Linked DNA regions of Oryzias latipes: region 2 is linked to region 1. Evidence: chromatin contacts called from public Hi-C data. All regions are on one chromosome and are shown on one strand. Each heading gives the region's core, a stretch centred on a gene start, on an enhancer-like site or on the middle of the called end of the contact. The rest is flanking DNA. Distances are from core to core; before and after follow the strand shown.

Region 1 (7,067 bases), core at 2,818-5,317:
TACATTAAGCTGCGTTTAAATAAAAACAAAATCTGACGACAAGGAAAAAGAAAAACTCTTCTATTGTTTTCAGTCACTGGGATGTTTTGCCTCTTCCTTTTTCCTCCATTTCGATCTGAACCTATGCCTGGTTGGATGGAGGAGCGTAAAACCTTCGTGCACATCTGCAGCCTCCACTTCTCCATTTCTAGACCATCCACGGGAGGAGCAGAGAACTGCTTAAGTTGGCAGCAGCGATAACTCCTGCAGTTGCAATGTCAGTGCAGATGTCTAAAGAAAGACAAATCCTTGAAAAACAAAGAAAAATTCGCAAAATTTTGATTAAAAAAACAAGCCACAAAATAAGCATTTCCAGTTGAGTTTCTTAAAGTCTGACATTTCCAGAATAAATTGTCATAACTGATAAAAGCAAAAAGTAGGGTAACTTACTGGAAGGCGGGTGAGGATTCTTGACCACAAAAAGGCTGCAGGTCACTGGCATAAACAATAAAAGGAAGATAATCTGAGTAATGAGCTGGTTATAATTAGATAAAACACCTTGAGCATCTTACCTGAGCAGGAAACCTCCAGCTGAACCTGAAAGATAAAACCATAAAGAGTTATGATTTATGGAAACTGTTCAGAGCGCCCTCAACATTTAACATTAGGGCAAAGCGGGGTTAGTAGTGCTAATTTTTACTTTAAGTGGCTCTAAAGCAAAGGAACTACTGAAATTCCCCCAAGTACATAATGTTTAGGATCTTGGCACTGATTTAGTTATTTCGACATTCTCCAGTGGCACAACTAATATTGTGCTTGGGGTTATTTCATTTATTGTGCCGCTATTTCAAGCTAGTACCATGCTGACTGCACAAACTTGTGATGTAGCCTACTAAAGCTCCAAAACATGTTTGAACTGTTTTCAAAGTTATCCATATTTGTTCAAACACAGCCGAGTCATTCCAAGAAAATGTTTCCCATCTGACATGAAAAAGTTGTGATTTTTTTAACCAAAATGTCTCCTTTTAAATATATTCTAAGTTATTGGGAATGAGAATCATAAAAATGAGAGTCATAAGAAACATTTTGCCATCTCAGCCATAAATGTTCTTTATTTCTAGTTGTGATTGAAGTAAATGTGTCATGGTGCCTCTGGCTGTTCTCCTCCCCCTCCCCTCTCTGCTCTGCTCCTGACTCCACCAGCTGTGACTACTCACCTCATCAAGCCTCTGCTCTAAATGAGGAGACCCAGCTCCAGCATTCTTTGCCAGTTCATTGCCCCTGATGGTGCTTAGTCTAACCTTTAGGCTCATGTCTGCCTTCCACGTTTTGGTTCCTCGTTAACCTTGTTTTTCTGTCTCAGGACTTCATGCCACGAGAGTCACCAGACTCAGATGCTTCCACGAGCAGCCGCTACATTCCTGAATCTCCTGAGAGAATCAATCCACGTCAGATCTTCCAGCCACGCCACGAATCCTGAACTCGCCAAGATCTCCAGCCACGCCACGAACCCTAACTTCGCTAGAACCTCCAGCCACGCCAAGACTCCCGACCACAGCGGATCAAAATAAACCTTATTACTTACCGTACTCCTTACCTGTGTTCTCCTCCCGGGTTTCAGCAACTGGGTGTTCCTCGTCTACTGGTCATGACAAAATGTTCATGAATCTCTGTGAATATTATAATGAAAATGTTTTGAAATTAATCACATTTCCCCTAATTCAACCATTTCAATCTGAACATTTCTCCTAAACAACAGTTTGTTTCTTTAAAATCATAAAATGTACCTAACAGGTGAAATTCACTGTCATTTTCCTGAAATATGCAATTTCTCAGATTTGCAATCCAAAATACAGAATTTAAGATACTTATCATAATTTAAATAAAAGCCAACAAATTTTTTATTTATTTTTTTATTTATTTATTTTAAATATGATCTGACTTGTATAACATGGTTGAAACAAACACAACAGGGTTGAAGAAGGTGACGGGGTTGAAGAGACAAATACAGATTTACTTGTGATTTCATACATACAAAATTCAATCCTGGACCTTCTGGGAGCATTGTCATTTCATAACCACAGCAACATCAGATGTAAATTGTAGTTTAATGAAGTTTACAATAATAATCGACAACAACTACAAAGCACATAAACAAGATAGTAAAGTGAATTGGTCAAGACTTCAAGTCATATGAGTTTTCCAGATGCATAAGATCATTTGTTTGTTTGTCTGCTCATTTCTTGGATTCTCTGTGTGTTTTTTTCTGTGGTGTTTGTGTGTTGGGAGGTTTTTACAGCTGCTTAACCCTTGTGCTATCTTAGATGACCCCACCCTTACATTGACGTGTTCTCCCTACCATGACAAAGGTGGATAAAGGTGGAAAGATTTCATGTAATCCATGGACACCAGTGAAGATCACAAATCATTGAAGAAAAAAGGTTCAGCACACTGTCTAGTGGGTCTAGATGACCCAACTCCCAATGGTAAAGTGCCTAGGATAGCACAAGGGTTTCAATATTAGAAAGTCCTGCAGATCTTCTTTTTTGATTGTTTTTCAATTCTGCCTTGTACCTAGATCAGTCATAAAAAGCTAATAAAGTTATTTCCTCTCTGCAACACCTAATAGAACACTTGTTACTTTTAATGCAAAAGTAATTTATTACCTTACAATATTACTTTATTGGATTTGTAATGCATCAAAAGTTACTTTCATCACTATGCCTGTGGGACACAACAATGTAAGGGAACAGATAGGGGTCGAAAGATATAAAAAAAAAAGAATTAAGTCCATGCAAGCAAATGTAATGTTCATTTATGTTTATCTAGGTCGGGTGTGATGGAAATCCATTGATCCTATGATGATTGGAGAATTGAACTGTGTACTCTGAAAAGATAGATACACTTGGAGTGATGGAGTCACCTGATCCCATCGCTCAAGACACAGATAGGACTGACTGAATTTGACATTTTGAAAACAAATCTCAAAGAACACACTTTTTCTTTCTCTCAAGTGTTAACTTTTCCGCCTTTAGCATGAGTGTTAGATTTCATTCGTAGATTTCAGTTGTTGTTGTTTTTACTTTTGAATTTGGCGCTGAGCTTTGTTTGTTCGCTTGGCCAAGCAGTTAAATCATTAAAATGTGATTTAAGATCGAATAAATAAACAAGTAGGGCCCCTGCTCTGCAGTACAGCAGCAATTAAGAATGTGAAACTGTAGTTTTGAAAAAAGTAAATTCCCTCTCAAGTTCCTTCTTTCTGTATGACTCAAAGTGTTGAACGATTTCAGACATGGAAAAGAGGTTTCTCTGAACGGCTCTACTGCCATCTAGTGGAATTTATTGTTTTCTACAATCAGCTTTCAGGTGATTTTGCTCAAAACTACAGCTTGTGCTGAATCTTATTTTGTTTAATATTTCCCATTTGAGTTAAAAAAAAAATATATGTATATAATTTTTAAATTCAAACGATGGCACTGGGATTTATATATATATATATATAGAGAGAGAGAGAAAGGCTCCTTGACCGGCCGCCTAAAGAGGTACACAAGAGACATGAAGAAAAAGTCAGTTCACCTCTACAGCTTCACTTAAACATAACTACAAACAAAAGACTACACAGAGTGGGCCTGAACACAAAACCACAAAAACTACACAAGGCAACACAAAGTACAAAACAGGTGGAGAAGCGCGCCCAGCTGCAGTGGAGACCAGTTGCAGCACAGGCTGGAGGTCCTCATGGTGCTTTTAAGGCTGCTGCCATCAGTTTGGGTCCATTTTTACTATGTAAAAATAAGCACATACTTGAAATCAATTTAACAGTGGGTCCTGAATAGATATATTCTGAAAGTTTGATTTTTGAATGGAAGTATGGAAATCAACACACTTATCCATCATATTCTGATTTTTTGGAAAGAACATGTTATGTATAAAATAAAAAGTAAATATTTGCAAAATCAGTGACGTTTTGTCAAATGTGAAGATGTCATTTTCATACTAAAACCCTCTCAAATCTTACTTTTTTCTCACAGCAATCTTGCCTTTTTGGGGGCTCGAGGTTAGAGGGGCTACATGACGTTTGACAGCGCCGCGCTGCATGCTGGGATGTGTCACGGTCTTGTTTACAAGATGGTAGAAGAGGTTGTTTGTCCCTGACTAAAAAAAACTAACAGCATTTCCACCTCGTCGCCCCGACAGTCTGTGGTCCGATTCCCGGCTTTTGTGGACAGCGGCTCGCTGTTGGTGAGTGGGCGCGGCCGGAAAGCGAGGAGTGAGCGGGCAGCAGCTGCCTCAGAGCCGCTGAGATTCTGCACAGTCACCCACACGAAACCACAGGTCAGAACGCGGAGCAACTGGGGGCATATAAATACCTCTGAAGCGACCACACAGCGGTCACTGACTTTGGAGGGGAAGACGACGCGAAAGCTTCAAGTCAATTACATGGACTGCAAAAAATTATGCCTCTTTCTTGAGGGTAGAGTCGTTCACTTATTTTCAGCCTCAGATCAGTCAGTTTAATGAGTTATTGACTGAAATTTAAAACTAACCCAACCTGTCACCAAACTTATCTAGATCTCTAAACAGAAAAGGAATCCCCCCTATATGAAAAAAAGTTATTTCTCTCTCCTTTTTTTTAGAGAATTGAGAAAAACGTTTTGTTTTCTTGCTGAATGCCATCTATGGATGATGTCTAAAACACAACTGTTTTAGGGCTCTCATTGCTAACACCATTCTCTAGATACAATGTGTTACTGCCTGTAGTATATTTTACAAAATGTTGCTTTGATTGAACTGAATCAAATTAGGGTAACAAGTGTTCAAAATTCACTCTAACAAAACCAAATAACCATAAAAGGGACTGGCAGAGGTACAAGTACAGTAGCTTTATTATCAGTACTCAGTAAAAAAAATAAAAAAAACAGGCTATTGACACAAAACAGGTGAACAGCTGGTTCCAATTGCAGCAGGTTAATTAGCTCAGCTCAAATTCCACATAGCTAAATCAGGGTCAGGCAGGCAGGGTCAATAATGAACATGGGACCATCAGATAAGAAACAAGATCCAAACGAGATTTGGGGCAGGCAACCGGAGTCAAAGAGTGTTGGAGTCAGGAAATCAGAAGATTGTGTCAGGATCCAACGCTCGGTAATGCAGGCAGAGTGGCACAAACAATACTTTGCACTGAGTGAGGCTCAGTGCAGTGCTTAAGTATACTGTGAGTGATTGCAACTGGAAGACAGGTGGGTGGAGAGAAAGTGCACTCAGAACTCTGGAGACGGTTCCCACTGGTGACCAGAGGAAGAGACAGAGCTCCGGCTTCTGACAGCTATACTCATGGCTATACCTATGGCTCCAACATAAGTGTCTGTATTGCCAAATAATAGCGGCTGAATTGACTTAATTCCGTTGAACCCGGAAGTAGACCATTTTCGATGGGTGACGTCACCCTCTCTCGGTCCAGTTCTCATATACAGTTATGAACCAGTGTTGGATGCATTACAAAAAGTCTGCATTACATCCCCAAACCCCTCATGTAAATATGAAATACTCTGCGTTATGTCGCACCTTACAATTCTAAGATGATTGTATTGTAAGGGATGAATATCAGTTTGGAAGTATCTTGCACAACTCTGGTATGAACTAACTCAGTGTTGCTCAACTGCCTTTGCAGAGTACTGCCCTCTCATCTGAAGAAGTAACCTGAATCCAGCCGAATGTAAGTCTTAGTGTTCAGTTTTGACTTTTTTTTCTTTATGACCCTGGAGTACTGATTGTAAAATATCTATTTTTTTTATAGAACCTAAGCTCATTTGTTTTGCTCGTTGTGTCAGAGCAGTCAGTTTGACTCGTGTTTTTAATCTCTCAGGAACAGAGCGACTGCTAAGAAGCTAATAGAGCGGTACTTTCAGCAGTTGACTGAAGGCTGTGGAAACACCAGCTGCACAAATGAGTTCTGCGCATCCTTTCAGGGTTTTCAACCCTTGGACAAAAACGCAGCAGCTGCCAAAGCTCTCGACCTCTTTAAGGCTAACGCCAAACTCTGCGATTATTATCCTTCCATCAAGTTGAGAGCAGACAACGTGGAGATGGGTAATAAGATGAGCACTGAGGATTTCTCAGGTACTTTGAAGGTAGACACTAAGTTTTATGTACGCTCAGTTCAAGCAGTATTTAAGATTTCTGTTTGCTTTGGTGTTTCAGATATTCACTACCTCACTGAGCACACCGTGTGTAGCATCCTGACCTCCTGTGAAGAAAAAGGAGATTATTCTGCTCTCGTTCGCGTCATTGGCAGGATTTTCTCCAACTCTGATGCCCTCATGAAGAGTTTCAGAAAGGATGAATTTGACACCACCAAAAATCTTGATTCTGTGAAACCAGCAGAGCAGCAGAGTGGAGAAGACTCCTCTGCTGCTTCACTGCCTGATCCAGCTCTAAATGGCGGCCTGGACTCGTGTGAAGTGGCAGTAGACCTGGACAGCGTTCGGAGAGTGTATGACAAGCTTCTATCCATTGACCAGGTGGAGGCGGCCCTCGTCAATGCTCTCATCTTCCTCACTCCAAACGTGGAGCTGGACCTGGAATACCTGGATGTGTATGAAACGAACCCGGACTATCTGAACATCTTCCTCATAGTGATGGAGAATAGTAACCTCCACAGTCCAGAGTACCTTGAAGTGGCTTTACCACAGTTCTGCAAAGCGATGAGCAAGCTACCAGTAACCGCGCTTGCCCGCCTCTCAAAGCTCTGGTCCAAGTACAGCCTCCCACACCTCCGCCGTATGATGGAGACCTTCCAGCAGCTCATAACCTTCACTGTGGTCAGTAATGAATATGACTCAGATAACCTTGTAAACGACGATGAAACTGTGGTGGCTGCAACCAAGTGTCTAAAGGTAGTGTTCTACGCGAGCATCCTTGGAGGGGACGTGGACATGGAGCACAACGATGAGGATGAAGAAGACTCTGATTCAGATGAATTAACTCTGCACGAGCTTTTGGGTGAGGAGCGCCTCTACAAGAAGGGCCCCAGAGTGGACCCTTTAGAGAAGGAGCTTGGTGTACGTACAGTAGATAGCATCAGACCC
Region 2 (7,067 bases), core at 2,393-4,892, 130 kb before region 1:
GAAAAACTGAAAGACAATGCACAAATTTGCAAAGTAGAAGGGTTCCATAGGCATCCATCCATTTTCGTATTCCTTTTAGGGTCACATGATGCTGGAGCCTGTCCCGGCTACTGTTGGGCAAAGGCGGGGTACACCCTAGACAGGTCGCCAGTCTGTTGCATGGCCACACTATCACTCCCACACATGCAATCCTAAGGACACGTAAGAGTAACTGATTAACCTATAAAGTGTGTTTTTGGACGGTGGGAGAAAGCCGGAGTCCCCAGAGAAAACTCACGCATGCACAGGGAGAATATGGTGAATGGTGTACACTTGTATAGCGCTTTTCTACCTTCCTCGAAGGCCCAAAGCGCTTTACGGTCACAAACCCATTCACTTACACACACACACACACAACTTCACACGCTGGCGCCAACCTTCCACCAGAAGCAAGGTGGGATTCAGTGTCTTGCACAAGGACGCTTTGACACATAGGGCAAGGCGGGAATCGAACCTGCAATCTTGTGTTTTTACACAAGTGTACTCAGTGAAAGTTATTCAATGACACACTTTGCAAACACACAAAATCTTTTTGTTTTTAATTTAGATATCTCATCACACTTGATATAAGACAAAACTAACTATCTCTTCAGGAAAATGTTTTGGGGCAATAAATTTGATCTTGGAAAAACACAAAGCAATATCTTTATAGTTATCTTCTTTTTTTTTAAAGTTTTATCTGTGATAAAACTTGTGTGGGCGGTTTTGTTACAATAAACAAATATACTTGATTTGAGGCAACTTCAACGTTTTATTAGACTCCTTTGACCAATGTATGCATATTTATTAAAACAAAGTGTATCTCAAGCTGTGTAATTGTAGTACTGAGATAATAATGGTCTAGAAAAAAGGATCGTTCGACTGTTTTAGCTCATAAATAAGACATAACTGTGCACATATACTTACTTGTTTGTGCAAACACACTTGTTTTCTGAATTAGTACTTCCAATAGTTAATTGACATACATTTACATTTTTATATTCTCATAAAAAAAGCTCATGACTTAAAGACAAATTCTACTAGTTCTATTGACAGATTTTTTCTATTCAAACATTGGAAAGCGTCTTGTTTTTTTGTAATTTTAACTTGTTTGGAAAATTATTTTTTTCCCAGTGCAAGCATTTTTATTTTTCCCCTGAGTAAGTCTGCAAAGTTATTTTTTTAATAAAAATTGTTTTGACCAAACAAAGGAAATCAAAAAAGGAAAACAGTTTGTTACCATTTCTGTGTCAGAGACTGGACCAAAACTTGTGACGAAGATGTTGGTTTTAATCTCTGTCACTTTCTCTGTAAAAAAACAAAAACAAAAGCACAATTTTATAAACTAATTCAGAAACTGAAAAAAAAGACTAAACTTTGAATTTTTTACATAATCATTTGATCTTCTTTAACAAAAAAATTCAAATCACATTAACCCATAAGAACTAAGCCCCATTTTTCTTTCAAAATTAAAAAATTAAATGATGTGGACTACAGAATCCACTATTTTTCTGTTACACTGATGTCAACATGGGTTCTTATGTGTTACGGTAAAAAAATAAAATATGTTTTTGTTGTTAAATAAAAATATAACAAACACTTGGGATCTTAATCCTAACTGTAAAATAAAACTTAATCTCCCAGCACCAATAAAATAGAAATGGAAATGGAACCATGCCTTTAATCTGCAGAACTGATCCAGTTTAAGGTTCTCTGTGCTTCACAGAGGATATGTGTGACATTAAATCTACTTTTAACAGATCTATAGAGCGGGCCTTCGCTCACCACAGATATTTCTCTTAGTCTGGGAGGAGCAGAGGGAACATTAGGGGTGGTTTCAATTTTTCACCCAACTCATTTTTCCTTCTGCTAAGTATGGAGCTGTCAAGTGCACTCTAAAAAAAAAAGGGGCGCCCCAACTCTCCCTTAGATTGGGTCAGAGTAACAGAGGGGTGGGGTGAATTCGGTGAGCGTACCACCCAGTCCAGGGCGAAGTCTGTTGTCGTATCCATCCAGAAGTCCATCCAGGATGCGGGTGAAGATGGTGATGTTGTCGTTTAATTCTGCCTCTTTGGGAGTACCAGTTACCTCCTGGGAGATGCTGCAGGGGGAAAAAAGACATTTTTGTGCAAACAGATTTAACCTCTTAAGGCCTGTATTAATTTCCAGTTATGAAAACTAATTCTGTAATGTTTTTGATTTCAAGTAAATGATAAATTACGGTTATTTTGGAGCAAAGGCCCTTTTGACGCATGTTTGCATCATTCAGAGTCAATGGGTTAACGCTTTATCTGCTGAAAACATTTCTAGTGTATTCTAAAGTGCAAATATCTTATATTTTCCACCAAAGAGACATATTTCCATTTACAATTTTTAAGGTTATCTTTAAAAATAGCTCTTTTAAGGTCCTTTTAAGTGTTTATTTCCATTACCTTTTTTTTTACTTTTGGTCAAATGGTGAGCATGTTAAAAAGGAGACTGTTTGTCCCTTGCTTAAGCTTTTATCTTGTATCATACTACACTGATGGATCCTTAATGTAAGTTGCTGTTTTATCCTTCCATTCCATGATAGTTCCTTGTTAAAACAGCTTCAAAGTAATTATTTATTCAAAAGGTTATTTTCAAAAAGTGGCCAACTCAAATAAACGAACTGGAAACCATAAAATATTAAAGACAGAGTTAGTAGAGCAAATGAGCCTAAATGTCCCCTGAAAGTGATGACATTACAGAAGGCAGTGACTCACCTCAGCCGGTAGGTGGCGGTAAAAAGCAGAGCGGAGAGCCACAGACGTGTCATTGCGGAGCTGCAGCGCATTCCATCGCCCATCCCTGCGAACACAAACTCTATACTTTTACAACAAAACGCAGTTACGCACTCTCTGATGCAAAGCAAAGCACTTTCTAACACTTCCATGCGCAATCTATAAATGGCTCCTGCGCGTTCAAGCGCATTAGGAAAGGGCATGCCCACGTGCGTAAAGAAGAGCCTCACTTCTGAGCAGACGGAGATCCGAGCTAAATAAATTGTGAAATACTTCTGGCTGTTGTGAAAGCGCCATAACTCCATCCACAATTCTCATACACGCGCTCCCCGCACCGCAGCTCTCCAACCGCCCGCGTGTCTGCGTGGAGGCTGCAGCGCCTTCACTCACGCACTCCATCCCTGCCCGCTTCTTCCATCAGCAGCATCAGCAGCATCTGATGCGCCGCACAGCCGCATCTTACCGCCCAAGAAGAAGATGCACAGTCAAACTTCTCCGAAGATCTCTCACGCGCAGATTGCGCTGGCTCGTCGTTGCGTCTTTGGCGTTAAATCCCAGGGAAAACGCCGCCCACACGCGCGCATATTGATTGCATTTTGGAGAAAGAGGCGGAAGATTAAAACAGAAGAGTCATTTCGAGCGCGAGCGAGGCGTTTTTCCAGAGCGATTAAAAGATTGGCAGCGGAGAAAGAACGGCCTCCCAACACTTCTGCTGACTGATCATCGTTAGCGGGTCTCGGAGGAACACCCGGCAGGCTTAGCAAGAAATCCAATTCTGTGTCCAACAGCAGAGGCAGAGGAAATGTGGGGCTGCAGGACGAGGGAGCACCGCGCGCGCACGCATCCAGGAGGATGGGCGGGCAGCCGGAGATGGAGAGAGGGAGGGAGAAAGAAAGGAATAAAAGACGAGCCGAGTTTACCTTTTTATTAAAATGGTTCTAAAGAAAAGTTGACTGTGGTTTTGTAATAATAATTTAAAAAAAATCTTCCAGTTGGAAAAAGCAGGAAACGTTTTTCCAACTTTTTCTTGGCCAAACGTAAGAAGAAAAAAAAAATGTCGTCTGCATAAAGTTTTCTGTTGGATCTAAGTCATACATTAGAGATCCAAGGAGCGCTCATCTTCTGTCCACCACCAAAAACCTTTGCTTTTTATGATAAATCATCCCAATGATTCTGAGGGTAAATTGGGTTTTTGGGTTTTTTCACTTGTGGACTTTTTCTGATGATGGAGGACAATCATGAAGAAAATTAAAATCAAAATGGCACTTCTGAACACTTTTGTTTTCAATTTGTTTTAAATCAGGAGCCAACGAAAAAAATGATGTTATTAAAAACCTAGAAAATACGCAGGGCGGGCCACAAGCTCTCTGCTCCGCTCCATTCTGATGCATCTCCTTGCAAACAAATGGATCCATGTACGTCTTTGTCTTCCTCATCTGGCTGTTATCTGGCTCTAAACTGTACGGCTGGATACATCTGATATTGCTTGCCATTTTGGTTGCACTGTTAATGTTGGGGTTGCGAAAGGCTGTAAGCTGTAGTGGGAGAGAGTGTAAACAGATCAAATTCAGATCAAATACGGGAAGTGGGGGCAGAGTTACTCTGCACCAACATTCCTGCCCACATATCAGAGGCAAATTTCCAATAAACTCCTGGCGCTCTGCAAAAAAATTTGTCCTAGAAAACAACATTTTTTTTTGGCTAAACATGGCATAATTACAATTAAAAGACTACTGGGGAATGCTTTTACAATAGATCAAAAAATGATCAGAGTGAGTGGGACTTGAATTGTCTGGTTGTTGTGGTTTTGGTTTGTGCATTTCAGCAGCTCACATCACTCAGTGACCTCACCCAGAATGACTTGATGAGGTGACAGACTCACATTGAAGCTACAGTATGATCAACAGTAAAAAAAAGAGGCTTGGTTCGTTGTATGAGCATGACAAACCAGTATGCATCAATGCTCACTAGATTGGCAAATATTGACCACAATGCATTGTGTTTGGATGACTTTTCATTTAAATAAAATGTACGATTTTTGTATAAACCATCCAAGTTTTCATCATCAAAGCCCAATGGATTCATCACCAGTCTTTGTAAAATGTTCATATTTATTAGATTTTTACTTCATGAAATCGGTGACGTCATGTTTGTCATGTAAAAATGAAACAAAGTAGTGAGCATGGTGCTGGAAAAGCTTTTAAAATCCAGGGCACTACTAGATAGTCCTGCACTGTATAGTTTTTTTAGTTGTTAGGGAGGAAATTCCACCAGCCAGTAGATGCTGGTGGAGAATGTAAAATTGTTCATGTGATCCAAATGCAGAAAGAGACAGAGAATGGGTGGAGGAAGGCATGTAGACCTGACTGATTATGAAATTTAAAGAAAAGCAAATGTACATTCAGCATGAATATAAAAGAAGAATTGATGAATAACGAGTTTAACCAAACCAAACATTACCCATCAAAGGAAAAATGCAGAAACTGCTACGGTTTACGAACTTTAACATCCTAGAAATGATGTGAGACGTCTTTACTTTTGGTTTAGTGCAGTTAAAACGGCATCTGAGAGAAATGTCCAACAATGTCCAATGTCCAGCAATTTCCTGCTGGGAAAACGCTTATTGTCCAAGTCAGCACAGTTCCTTTGTAATGCTTGCTTTTGTGCTTTTTGCAGGAATGCTGTTGATGGGAATAAAAAGCTCTACGCCATTTATGATACAAGGTAAGGCTAAAACTCCAAGTGCTGCTTATTGTGAGCCAGTTTACAAAAAGGCTGCAACATTTTCACTCCAAAACAGGGAAAAAAAACTGTTATCGAGCATGAAAAGAAACAGGAGAAGTTTGTGTGGAAGAGCCAAATCATCCCTGCAGCGGTATTGAGTTTGTGCTGCACAGCAAAAAGACCAACAATGAACCTAGAGCTCATTCTGAGGAAACACAGGAATAACTTCTCCATTGTCTCTAATTACCCCCTTTTCTCAACCAGCTCATAAAATTTGAATTCCAGTCATATCTGGTGTCTTTTTGCCTTAGAACAATTCTGAGAGTGTGTAAAACATCAGCCACCATCCTCTGAAAAAGCTGCAGTGGGTTGCACCAGGTCTCATAGGTGCACCTGGATGCACCCAAAGCACTTTTTTTGTTCAGTAGATTTCTAAACATTCATTTTCATTTTACTCTGTGAGGTCAAAACGATCACAAGAACAGTGAGCAAAAATCCCAGAACCACACGGGGGCACCTAGTGAATGACCTGCAGAGAGCTGGGACCAAAGTAACAAAGGCTACCATCAGTAACACACTAAGACACCAGGGACTCAAATCCTGCAGTGCCAGACGTGTCTTCCTGCTACAGCCAGAACATGTGCAGGCCCGTCTAACATTAGAGCATTTGGATGATCCAGAAGAGGATTGGGAGAACACCAAACAAAGGACCAGGACGACTGACCCGTATAAAAGAAAGAATGATTGAATGGGGCCATGTATCGTCAGATTTTGAGTAAAACCTCCTTCCATCAGCAAGGACATTGAAGATGAAACATGGCTGGGTCTTTCAGCACAACAGCAATCCCAAACACACTGACCAGGTAACAAAGGAGTGTCTTCTTGTGAAGCATTTCAAGGTCCTGGAGAGGTCTGGCCTGTCTCCAGATCTCAACCCCATAGAACATTTTTGGAGGGAGTTGAAAGTCCGTGTTGCCCAGCGACAGCCCCAAAACATCACTGCTTTAGAGGAGATCTGCATGGAGGAATGGGCCAAAATGCCAGCAACAGTTTGTGAAAACCTTGTAAAGACTTACAAAAAAAACTTTGACTGCTGTCATTGCCAACAAAGGGTATTTAACAAAGTATTGAGTTGAACTTTTGATATTGACCAAATACTTCGTTTCCACCAAAATTTGCAAATATATTCCTTAAAAATCAGACAATGTGATTTTCTGGATTTTTTTCCATTTTATCTCTCATAGTTGAGGTTTACGTATGATGAAAATGACAGGCATCTGTCATCATTTAAGTGGGAGAACTCACACAGTTGTTGGCTGAATAAATACTTTTTTGTCCCACTGTATGTCTCATCAAAACTCTTCTGCTTTTTGGCCACAATGAACATATATCCGAGTTATTTTGTACTGTTGACACATTTATTTAATATATATTTTTGTTGCTACACTTAAGTTAGCTTGAGATTGTTAGGGGCTGTCATCAGATATCAAGAGAGAATGTACACAAAGAAATAATGGCATATCAGTGGAGGCTTACTTCTGTGCCAACAATCCCACCCACAGA

Evidence for each region. Hi-C and Micro-C count contacts between places; a contact is called where the count stands out from the background.
Region 2: a Hi-C map of embryo shows a contact between it and region 1, with 3 times the contacts expected there. The contact joins the promoter of gabra5 here to the promoter of LOC101165876 in region 1. A contact is called at or near these places in 4 of 5 Hi-C or Micro-C datasets (embryo, fibroblasts and gastrula embryo).

The regions. Positions count from the first base shown.
Region 1 is chr4:27,621,668-27,628,734 of ASM223467v1, reverse strand. It overlaps LOC101165876 (ubiquitin-protein ligase E3A), which reads left to right and starts at 4,067. Exons shown (of 11, transcript XM_020702648.2): 1 at 4,067-4,314; 2 at 5,651-5,695; 3 at 5,846-6,099; 4 at 6,181-7,067. The coding sequence starts at 5,694.
Region 2 is chr4:27,755,095-27,762,161 of ASM223467v1, reverse strand. gabra5 (gamma-aminobutyric acid receptor subunit alpha-5) reads right to left here and starts at 3,642. Exons shown (of 10, transcript XM_011474418.3): 1 at 3,244-3,642; 2 at 2,763-2,847; 3 at 1,995-2,119; 4 at 1,259-1,326. The coding sequence starts at 2,845. It overlaps gabrb3 (gamma-aminobutyric acid receptor subunit beta-3), which reads left to right. Exons shown (of 13, transcript XM_023954489.1): 4 at 5,457-5,504.